2 separate regions of the Mus musculus genome follow, and region 2 is linked to region 1. A link is a contact called in public ChIA-PET data. All regions are on one chromosome and are shown on one strand. Each heading gives the region's core, a stretch centred on a gene start, on an enhancer-like site or on the middle of the called end of the contact. The rest is flanking DNA. Distances are from core to core; before and after follow the strand shown.

The links. ChIA-PET counts read pairs in DNA pulled down with a chosen protein or histone mark.
Region 2: a contact with region 1 is called in an RNA polymerase II ChIA-PET map of memory CD8 T cells, with 23 read pairs. The contact joins two enhancer-like sites. A contact is called at or near these places in 18 of 39 promoter capture datasets (the 3T3-L1 cell line, 3T3-L1-derived adipocytes, the HPC-7 cell line and 11 more), 8 of 484 Hi-C or Micro-C datasets (B cells, embryonic stem cells and liver), 2 of 115 datasets of contacts at active chromatin or transcription factors (large pre-B cells and memory CD8 T cells) and 2 of 9 other capture datasets (adipose tissue and liver).

The regions. Positions count from the first base shown.
Region 1 is chr12:3,853,135-3,858,088 of GRCm38.p6, forward strand. The region is part of intron 3 of Dnmt3a (DNA methyltransferase 3A); the gene reads left to right. Among named protein-coding and RNA genes, the nearest start is that of Dnmt3aos, 6.6 kb to the right of the region's middle. Within about 2 kb of position 2,792, at least 251 of the 459 cell types and tissues checked have an H3K27ac peak or open chromatin away from gene starts, as enhancers often do. A contact at or near this core is called in memory CD8 T cells, where this site is marked.
Region 2 is chr12:4,063,237-4,067,972 of GRCm38.p6, forward strand. No RefSeq gene overlaps it. Among named protein-coding and RNA genes, the nearest start is that of Dnajc27, 17 kb to the right of the region's middle. Within about 2 kb of position 2,420, at least 39 of the 459 cell types and tissues checked have an H3K27ac peak or open chromatin away from gene starts, as enhancers often do. A contact at or near this core is called in memory CD8 T cells, where this site is marked.

The DNA.
Region 1 (4,954 bases), core at 1,542-4,041:
TTGGGTGCTGCTGTGTTAGTTTCCTAGCTAGAGGAGCTCACTTCCCAGAACCCACTGTTGCTTCTTGCCCTTCACATGGAAACTTGCCTTCCAATCTAGAGTCCTGGAGAGGCGTAGTCACAATAGTAAGCTGCTTAGCAGGTCTGTTCTTGAGAGTCTGCCATCTCTCTCTCTGTGTCTCACTGTGTGTGTGTGCGCGTGCGCGTGTGCGTGTGCGTGTGCGTGTGTGTGTGTGTGTGTGTGTGTGTGTGTGTGTGAGAGAGAGAGAGAGAGAGAGAGAGAGAGAGAGAGAGAGAGACAGAGAGACAGAGAGACGGAGACAGACTATGCAGCCTTGGCTGTCCAGGAACTCACTATATATTAACCAGGCTGGCCTTCTGGAGTACTGGGATTACAGGTGTGTGGTGTGTGCCACTGAGCCCAGCAGACTTCCATTTCTTTCTTTTTCCTTCTATTTTATTTATTTTTATCTGTATGGGTGTTTTTCCTGCAAGTGTGTCTGTGTGTCATGTATATGCTTAGTGCCCACAGAGGCCAAGGGAGCAGAGGAGGTGTTGGATCCCTTAGAGCTGTAGTTAACAAACGGTTTTGAGCTGCCATGTAGGTTCTTGGAATCTGAGTCCCAGGTCCTCTAGAAAAGTAGCAACCTTAATGGTTAAGCCATCTTTCCAGCTCTAGGACTCCCTCCCTTCTCCCCTTCCTCTGTGGCTCCTTCCCTTCTTCCTTCCCTCCCTTCCTCCCTTCCTTTCTTTCTGTTTTAGTTTTTCAAGACAGGGTTTCTTTGTGTAATAGCCCTGCTGTCTTGGAACTTGCTTTGTAGACCAGGATGGCCTTGAACTCACAGAGATCCATCTGCCTCAGCCTCTAAGAGCATGTGCCACCCCACCTGGCTCATGGACTCCATTTATCTTAAGACTGGAGAGATGGCTCAGTGGTTAAGAGCACTGGCTGTTCTTCCAGAGGTCCTAAGTTCAATTCCCAGCAACCACATGGTGACTCACAACCATCTGTAATGGGATCTGATGCCCTCTTCTGGTGTGCATGAAGACAGAGTACTCATACACATAAAATAAATCATCTCTTAAAAAAAAAAAAAAAAAAAAAAAGACAAGATCCAGAACACTGGCCCTGACTTTCTGGCTCCTTCTTGTCCCCTTTTCCTGCCCCCTCCACACTGTGCCCAACACTTAACCTGTCTTGGACAGAAGAACCTTGTATTCGTGCTGCCCCACAGGGTGCTCCAGGCACATTCTCCCTACTTGTGTGGTCTGATAGCCCTCCTTGCCTCTTCCCTTGGAGCCAAACCCCATCAAGCCTCGCTTGAAAGTGAAGCCCAGGCCTGGGGTGGGGGTGGGGGGTAGTTCAGCAAGCAAAGGTACTTGCTTGACCAAAATGGTCTGCACGCCTCACCACCAGAGCCATGGGTGCTGCTTGTCCGCAGAGAACTCTGAGTCAGTGTCTAGGAGCTTGAGGTTTCTAAACTGCAATCTCATTTATTTACTTATTTACATACTTACTCACCGAGTGGTACTCAAACCTAGCTTACACATCTTCAGCTGAGTGCTCAGCCCCTGAGCCCCACCTCCAGCCCTGGACACCCTCTCCCCTCCCATAACTCCTCCCACCCCTTCTTTTAATAATGAATATTAGTATTCATGTTTGTTGGTTTTTTTTTTAAACAATGATACACTTTCTTAGCAAATAGAGAAGTTAGAATCCAGCCCCATCGCAGCTCCCAGTGCTCTCCTAAATCAGATTTGCTTTTACTCTGGATAAGTAGAGCTTGTTCCTCCACTGGCTGATTGGTTTTTGAGATAGACACTTTGTAGCCTGGGCTGTCCTTGAACTTGCCACAATCCATACTGGCTCCTTTGCATGTCTGGCAAATAGAACATATTTCATTACCTACAATCGAGCAATGAGAATAAAAAGGCTAATAGCACAGCACTTTGTTGCCTGAAAAGGCCGGTTCAAAGACTTACTTCAGGCTAGCAAGATGACTTTGTAGGTAAAAGCCTGAAGAATCTCTGTGGGATGGAGACTGGCTCTCAGGAATTGTCCTCCGACCTTTGGAAGAGTGCCAATGGCATGAATGTGTGGTGTGTGTGTGTGTGTGTGTGTTACACATACACATATGCACACACACACAAATGCACAAGCTCTCACATACCCCAATAATAATGAAAAGACTCACTTCTTGGACCCCCTACTGTGAGCCCCCTGCTTCTCTTCTCCCTGGGAGCCTGGGTCCCCAAAGCCTTTTTAAGTTAGTATATGAATGCAGGGCTGTTTGAAAGCAAGCATACTGTCTCAAAACACCTCAGAGAAAGCTGAGGTCTTGGTGTGTGGCGCATTGGTAGCATTCTATATACATGACACCAGCACCACATAAACATGCCTGTAATGCCAAGACTTGAGATATGGAGGATCAGAAATTCAAGGTCATCCTGAGCCAGCATCAAGTTCAAGGCTAGCCTTGGCCACGTGAGACCCTGTCTCAAAAATAAAAAAATAAAAGAAAGAAAGAAAATGTAACTGAGGGAGAATATGACACAAATCCTGGGACTCCAGGTATAGCTGGGGAGGCTGGGGTGGTACAGAGCCTGGGAGGTGAAGCTGCTTCAGAGTAGGCCTGGGCCTGCCGTGTTGGCAGCATTGCCTTGGGGAAAGCTAAGATACTGCAAAGCAACAGGAAACAGGAAGCCAGCTGCTGGGCTAGGAGGGCCTTAGGAAGGGAGCTGGCACCTGGGCCAGGGCCTGTGGGCTGGGGAGGAGGAGACTGGCATGTAAAATCAGGCCTGTGTGTGCGGCTCAGTGGAAAGAAAGGGCTGGTGCCCTGCTCACCAGCTCCTGAAGACCCTGCACTGTGACAAGTGGAACTGTGGTCACAAGCCCAGACAGCTCTGCAGAGGTCTCTGTTCTTTGTGGGTAGTTCTAGCTGGAGCAGCAGAGGGACAGTTTCTGCCTTGGCCCACCAGACCCTGTGGTTGGTTGGTGGGGGTGACAGGCCCTGCAAGGTCTACACCCTGTTTGCTAGCGGCATGCATATCAGTGGGGATTTATACCCACCAACTTCCTCCAGGGTTATTTTTGCTTGGAGGGTGCATTCTGAGGTCACTCTTGCTAAGAATAACCCAGCAAGGGCGGGAGGAGGAGTGGGTGGGAGCTGGCGCCAAGCTCAGCTGAGGCAGGCTGGGCTACTTACTCCACAGCAGCCTCCTGCACAGCCTGGAGGCAGTGGGTTACAGAGGGCAGTGCTATAGGGCAGAAGGACAGAAGCCAGGGGAAGCCAGGCAGCGCTGGGCTGAGCCTCCACTGCCTGGGCAGTTTTCCGGCTCCCAGGGCTTTGCAGTGTGGCTTATTTTCCAGTCTAAGAGCCATTTGGTTCTTCTCCAACAGAACTGAATCCTCTCCTCGTTTCAAGACCAGTCCTGCACTTTGCTAGCTCTTTAAGCAGAGGCTTGATGGCCGCTCTCCCTTGGTTTTAGGCTCTCTTAGTCCTGGGCTGCTGCTCCTGGTCACACCCCAGCAGTGGCCTTCCAGAAGACAGCTGGGATGGTGCATGGGGAGTTTAACTCTTCCTAAGGTTTGCCCTCCAGAGCATGCAAGAAAATTCTGAGGGAGGCCAGTGGTGGCGGTAGTGGGGTGGGGGTGGGGGGTGCCAGCAGGTGTGGACCTTGAGGGTCAAAGAAACCAGGGAAAATATACTGGGAAATGTGGGGCTTCCCTGGCCCTTAAAGGAGGGCAGGAACCAAGGGGAAGTGGCAGGTCCTGCTGAGGCAATGCTGAGCAAGGTGGGGCAGGCAGTTCCGTTAAAAATGAGTCTTATCTGGAAAGATAGTATGCAAGAGACCTGAGGGGGTTTACTGTTTATTTTATTTATTTTATTTTATTTTATTTGTTTTTGGAACAGGGTATCCTGAAACTCACAATGTAGACCAGGCTAGCCTCAAACTCCCAGAGATCTGCCTTCTCTGCCTTCTGAGTATAGAGATTAAAGGTGTGTGTGCCACTGTACCCAGCTTCTTGACAGGCATACACAGTCACACCTTGTATTCTAACTCTGTATCCTTTAAGGCCTGGGAATAAAGGGAGCATTGAGCAGAGGCAAATCCTGGCCTGGTGAAGGTATAGAAAAACAGAGTGTCCTTCGCTGGTCAGATGATGGAGTAAAAGGAGAAGCCCAGGCCCCGGCAGTGGCTCAAGAGGGACACTGTCAGGGACACTGTTGTCAGAGAGCTTCTGAGACAGAGCTGCTAGAGATCACTGTAGATGGCACTGTAGATGGCTGCTCCCGGCATTGGGGGTGGAGCTCAGGGGCAGAGCACTTGCCAGGCATGCTGGACTCCCCATCAACATGGGAGGAGGTTGGGGGAAGCATAGCTGGTGTTACTGGGGGATTATTCCAATGAATTTAAAAGAGTAACAAAAACCACCTTGATTTCTGCCCCATCTTGACTCCTTGCCAGAGGCACACAGTCTAGGGCCACTTGTAACAATGATTTCAGGTGTGTTGGTCCCAGCTGCTGTGTCCTCCTTGGGGTCCAGCCACACCAGCCTCTCTTCTAGCGTACAGCGCTGTCCAGTATGTGTTACCTAGGAGATGGCCTGCTTCCCTGTTGTTACCCTCACCTAGACACTGTGTACCTGAGATGCTTCACACTGGCTGCCAACCTGACAGGACTGAGACTCGTCTAAGAGAATAACCTCTGGGTGTGTCTATGAGAGATGCTAGTGTGGGTTCACTGGAGTTGGAAGAACCAACCAGGATGAGGGAAGCACCATTGCTTGTGTCGAGATCCTGAACTGGATAAAAACGGAGAGAGCAAGCTGGCTGCCGACATCCATCTCTACTTCCTGGCTGTGGTGCAATGTGGCTAGCTGCCTTCAGCTCCCGCTGATGTGATGGACGGCGTCCTGGGATGAACCTTGCCTTCCTTAGGTTGCTTTTGTC
Region 2 (4,736 bases), core at 1,170-3,669, 210 kb after region 1:
TGCCATCTCCTGGCCTTGAGCTTCAGCTCACACATCACCTTCTCTGAGGCCTAGTGAGAACCTGTCTGAGAATGAAGCCCACTTAAGGGCAGAGAAACCCACAGAATTAATGACATTATTTAAACCTCCAAACCCAAACACTTGGGAAATATCTCAAGTCAACAAATGCCAACCTTCTTAACTTTAAAACTGACAGAATCTTAATAAAGATAAGCATTCTAGAACATTCTGTTCTTGGTTAAGCAAGCAAACAGAATTGGGTAAAATTTTTATTTTCATTTGATCTTTTGTTTAAAAAAAATATATATATACATACATATATATGTGTGTGTGTGTGTGTGTGTGTGTGTGTGTGTGTGTGTGTGTGTAGTGGCTATTCCTGGTTGTCAACTTGACTATATTTGGAGTGAACTACAATCCAGAATTGGAAGGCTCACCAGTCATCCTTATCTGGAGGCTTGGAGATAGAAGTTTCTGATCTAGATCTTGGTATGGAGATCTTGAGGCATAGTGGCTATGGATTCCAGAAGATTAAATCTCCAAATTCAAGGTCATTCGGGATTAAAGGTGTGGTGGAACACACCTTTAGTCTGGGCTATACCTTCTGCTGGAGACAATATAAGGACATTGGAAGAAGGGAGTCTTGCTTTTGCTCCTTCGCCTGCTTGCCGTGTGAGACTGAGTAACTGCTAGATCCTTGGACTTCCATTCACAGCTACTACTGAACCATTGTTGGGAATTGGGTTGCAGACTGTAAGTCATCAATAAATTCCTTTACTATATAGAGACTCTCCATAAGTTCTGTGACTCTAGAGAACCCAGACTAATACAATATATGTATGTATATATGTGTATGTGTGTGTATGTGTATATATATATGTGTGTGTGTGTGTGTGTGTGTGTGTGTGTGTGTGTGTGTGTGTAGTGTGTGTATGTGGGGGGGGGTGTGGTGCAGGAAAACGGCTCAATATCTAGAGGTACTTGCTGCTAAGCCTGATAATTTGAGTTCAATATCTGGGGCCCACATTGTGGAAGGAAAAAACTGAACTGGCTCTTCCAAGTTGTCTACATCCCACTATAGCCTGCTTGTGCACTCACATGTATCCACATACATAGGTACATACATACATACATACATACATACATACATACATACATGTAATAAAAAATTTTAAGCTTTTGAGATAGTTTTGCCTTATATCTCAGGCTGGTCTCCATCTAGAGATCTCCCTGCTCCAGCCTCCCTAGTTCTAGGGCTAAGAATGTCTATCGTCACATCTTTACCTGGCTTCTTTCTTGCTCCTTGAGAACCATGCAGAGGCTTGCACCAACATCATCTCTAGAACCCCAAGTTCATCTCCAGCACGCCCCACCTCTACCGAGAACTCTGGTGCCAGCCAGGAAGACAGTACATTTATCTGAGCTGTCCCTTGCATGCCTCAGACAGAGGAGAGAGTATATTCGGGGCCCCATGCTCATCTTCATGACTCCTGTGTCTCTTCCAGATGAGCAAAACAGCCTTAGGCGGCATGCTGGGAATGGCGAAGAGCCAGGATTGTCACCTGTTTCTGTTCCAGCGGTCCATTAAATATTTTTGGTGGGCTGTGATGATGCATGCCTTTAGCATCACCCAGCACTTTGGAGGCAGAGGTAGGAAGATATTTTAATAGTTAAGGAAAAGCCTGGACTATGAGCTACAAGTACATTTCAGAGTAAATCTGACTAAATGAAGACCCTGTCAGAGAGGAAAGTGGGGAGAACATGATTCTGTCCTGCTAGCCCAGCTGAGCATCCTACATGGGAAATTTTTTAGGAGGGGAAATAGCCAAGCTCTTTAAAGAGAGTGGGTTTCATGACTGTAATTTGAATTAGTTTAATTAGATGCTTTTCTCCTAACTATTCGTTGAGAGAAACCGTCCCATGAGAACCAAAGTTGGGAAGTATGGAAGGACAAAGAAGGCACATGCTCTCAAGGTCTGGGGATGTGGTTGTTGCCTCAAATGGAGTGTGTGGAGCACAGAATTCCCTGGGCAGAAGTAAACCTGACAAGGAAACCAGTGCAAAAAGATGGCGTCCAGGCACAGAAAGGTGAGGAACACCGTGACAAACCGCTAGTCTCCTCAAATGTCTGCTTCAGAGATACAAAGATGAAGGTTGTAAGAGCTTTTAGGTCTCTGTGTTGGGGTGAGGAGATGGTCACACCCACCTTCCTCCTCTAGGTCCTCAAAGCTTGGACCTCCATTTTTCAAACAATTGCCACAGGTTTTCATCCCTAGGGAAGAGGCGAAACTCTGCCTCCGAATGATGCAGACATATGGAAGGAAATAAGGAGAATTTATTTCCTCAGACTCTTTCTGGAGTCCACCCTGTAGCCTGGAGTCATAGCTCTACCCTGCAACAGTAGGAAGCCACACCCTTCCAGGTCTTGCAGACACCACCACCACAAGGACCATGACAACCATCACCATAACAACCACCACACTTTTTTTTTTAAAGATAGTATCTCATTGGGGATAGTGGTTCACACCTTTAATCCCAGCACTCTGAAGGCAGAGGCAGACAGATCTGTCTCTGTGAGATCAAGGAGAGCCTGGTCTACAGCTCAAGTTCTAGGGCAGCCAAGGCTACATAGAACAACCCTGTCTCAAGAAACCAAACCAAAGAAAACAAAAGAAAACAAAAAACAAACAAACAAACAACAACAACAACAAATACCAAAACCCACCAACAATAACAAAAAGATAAGGATTCTCATAGCCCACACGGACTAGCCTCAACCCTGCCTAGCCTCAAACCTGCCATACAACTAAGCATGGCTTTGTACCCTCTACTTCCTCAGTGCTGGAACTGCAGGCACCACGCCCAGCTCAGGCAGGGTCCAACCCAGGGCTTCTTGTGTACTAGATAAACACTTTATCAACTAAGCCCCAAACCCAGGCCTATGTTCCCTTTACTCCCAGTTCCGGCGTCGACTGTTAGTTGAAGAAGATGCTGAAGGGGACCGACCTAAGTTTCAAAAACCTGCCCCAAGGCGACCTGGAATGACAAATGATGAATGTGAAGCCCAGGAGAAAGGAGAGCCTCCTTATCGCCTTTGTGCCACAAGGCAGGATTCAGAGCAATCCTGACCGCCTCCTCTGAGCCCCACTTTGATACAATGTGAGCAAAGGGGATGCCAGGGCAGGACCTCACTTCCAGTGTTAAGTAGAGCCAGAGAGCTTAACCAGGGGTGGCGGGGACTCAGAGAACTGAGACGACAGAGAGGAGGGGAATGAAGGCTGGTATGGGTGCTGCAGGCGCTGAACTTGCCCTTTATCTCCTGCCTGTCCCTGGTCCCTGAGGATGTCATTAGCCTAGCAGCTGTTCCACTCAACCCCTTGCTTACTACAGGCACATTCTGGGTCTCTGGATGGCTGCTGCTCCTCCCTCCCTGTATGGCCAGCAGCAGCAGCAGCAGCATCTACATCAGCCTCTGCATCAGCCTCTGCATCAGCAACCAGTGCTGATTCTGGCTTGGTCACTGCTGCTGTCACCGCCCTCAGGCTCCGCAACTCCGAAGCACACAGGTTATGCCAGCTGCTTGAGTTCTTTCCCTGTGAGCTCCCCAGATGTCTCCAGACAGCCAGAGGAAGGCTGAGCCCACATCCCTGACTAATGATCACGCCTTCAAGACTGGAGGCAGCCTGTGACTCAAACTGTGGAGGCTCAGGCAGCAAAGGGAAGAAAGAGTGGGAGGGAGGGAGAGGAGCAGAGGAGGAGAATGAAGCCTGGTGAGGAAGATGAGGAGAGTGAGGGAACCAGAGTGTGCGTGCTTTGCCTCTCTACAGACCGTCTTTACCAAGCCTCTGCTCTACATCAGCCCAGCAGTCCATTTGATATTCCTTTGAAAGGAAGTGTTCACCATGACTATAAAGGTTGTTGTAATTATACAGGTCCTATAATTGGTAACATGGTATCATGCATACCATCCATCCAAATTCAGATTTCTGTCAGATGGGAACTCCTGGGGAAAAAAGGCAAGGATCCTTTTACCACAGAGGTGATTGTGTGTCCCAGCTGTCCTGGTTTAGTTCCAGTCAGGAATCCTAGTTTGTCTGGAAAGGTTATTTTGAGAATTAAGTTCTGTCTTGGCACAGAACAGCATCATGTTGTAGAAGCTATCATTGGGCATCTGCTATAGTTGATAACTGTTTATTGTAGCTGTGTTAGAAAAGTGGCTTTGCTCTGGATGCAGTATATGTAGACATATATATATGCTTATGTGTAAATATATATGTGTATGTGTTAGATACATATATGTATACACATACCTGTATATACATATGTATATGCATATATGTATACATCTCATATACATATATGCATCTCTTATATACATACATGTGTATATGATATATACACATATGAATATATGTGTATGATATACATATGTATATATGTACATATTTATATACACATATATCTTCCTCATAAAAAAATATAAGATATATATGTATGTGTGTGTGTGAGAGAGAGAGAGAGAGAGAGAGAGAGAGAGAGAGAACTGTTACACCCACCACTTGCTGCTATGCTCCCAGTCATGAGGGACTCTCAGCCCTTTGGAACTGTAAGCCCAAATAAACTCTTCCTTCTATAAGTTTCCTTGGTCATAGGGCTTTATCACGACAACAGAAGACTGACTAGTAAACCCCCAGTCCTACCCTGTATCAGGAATGTGTCTTTTCTTAGTGTTTGCT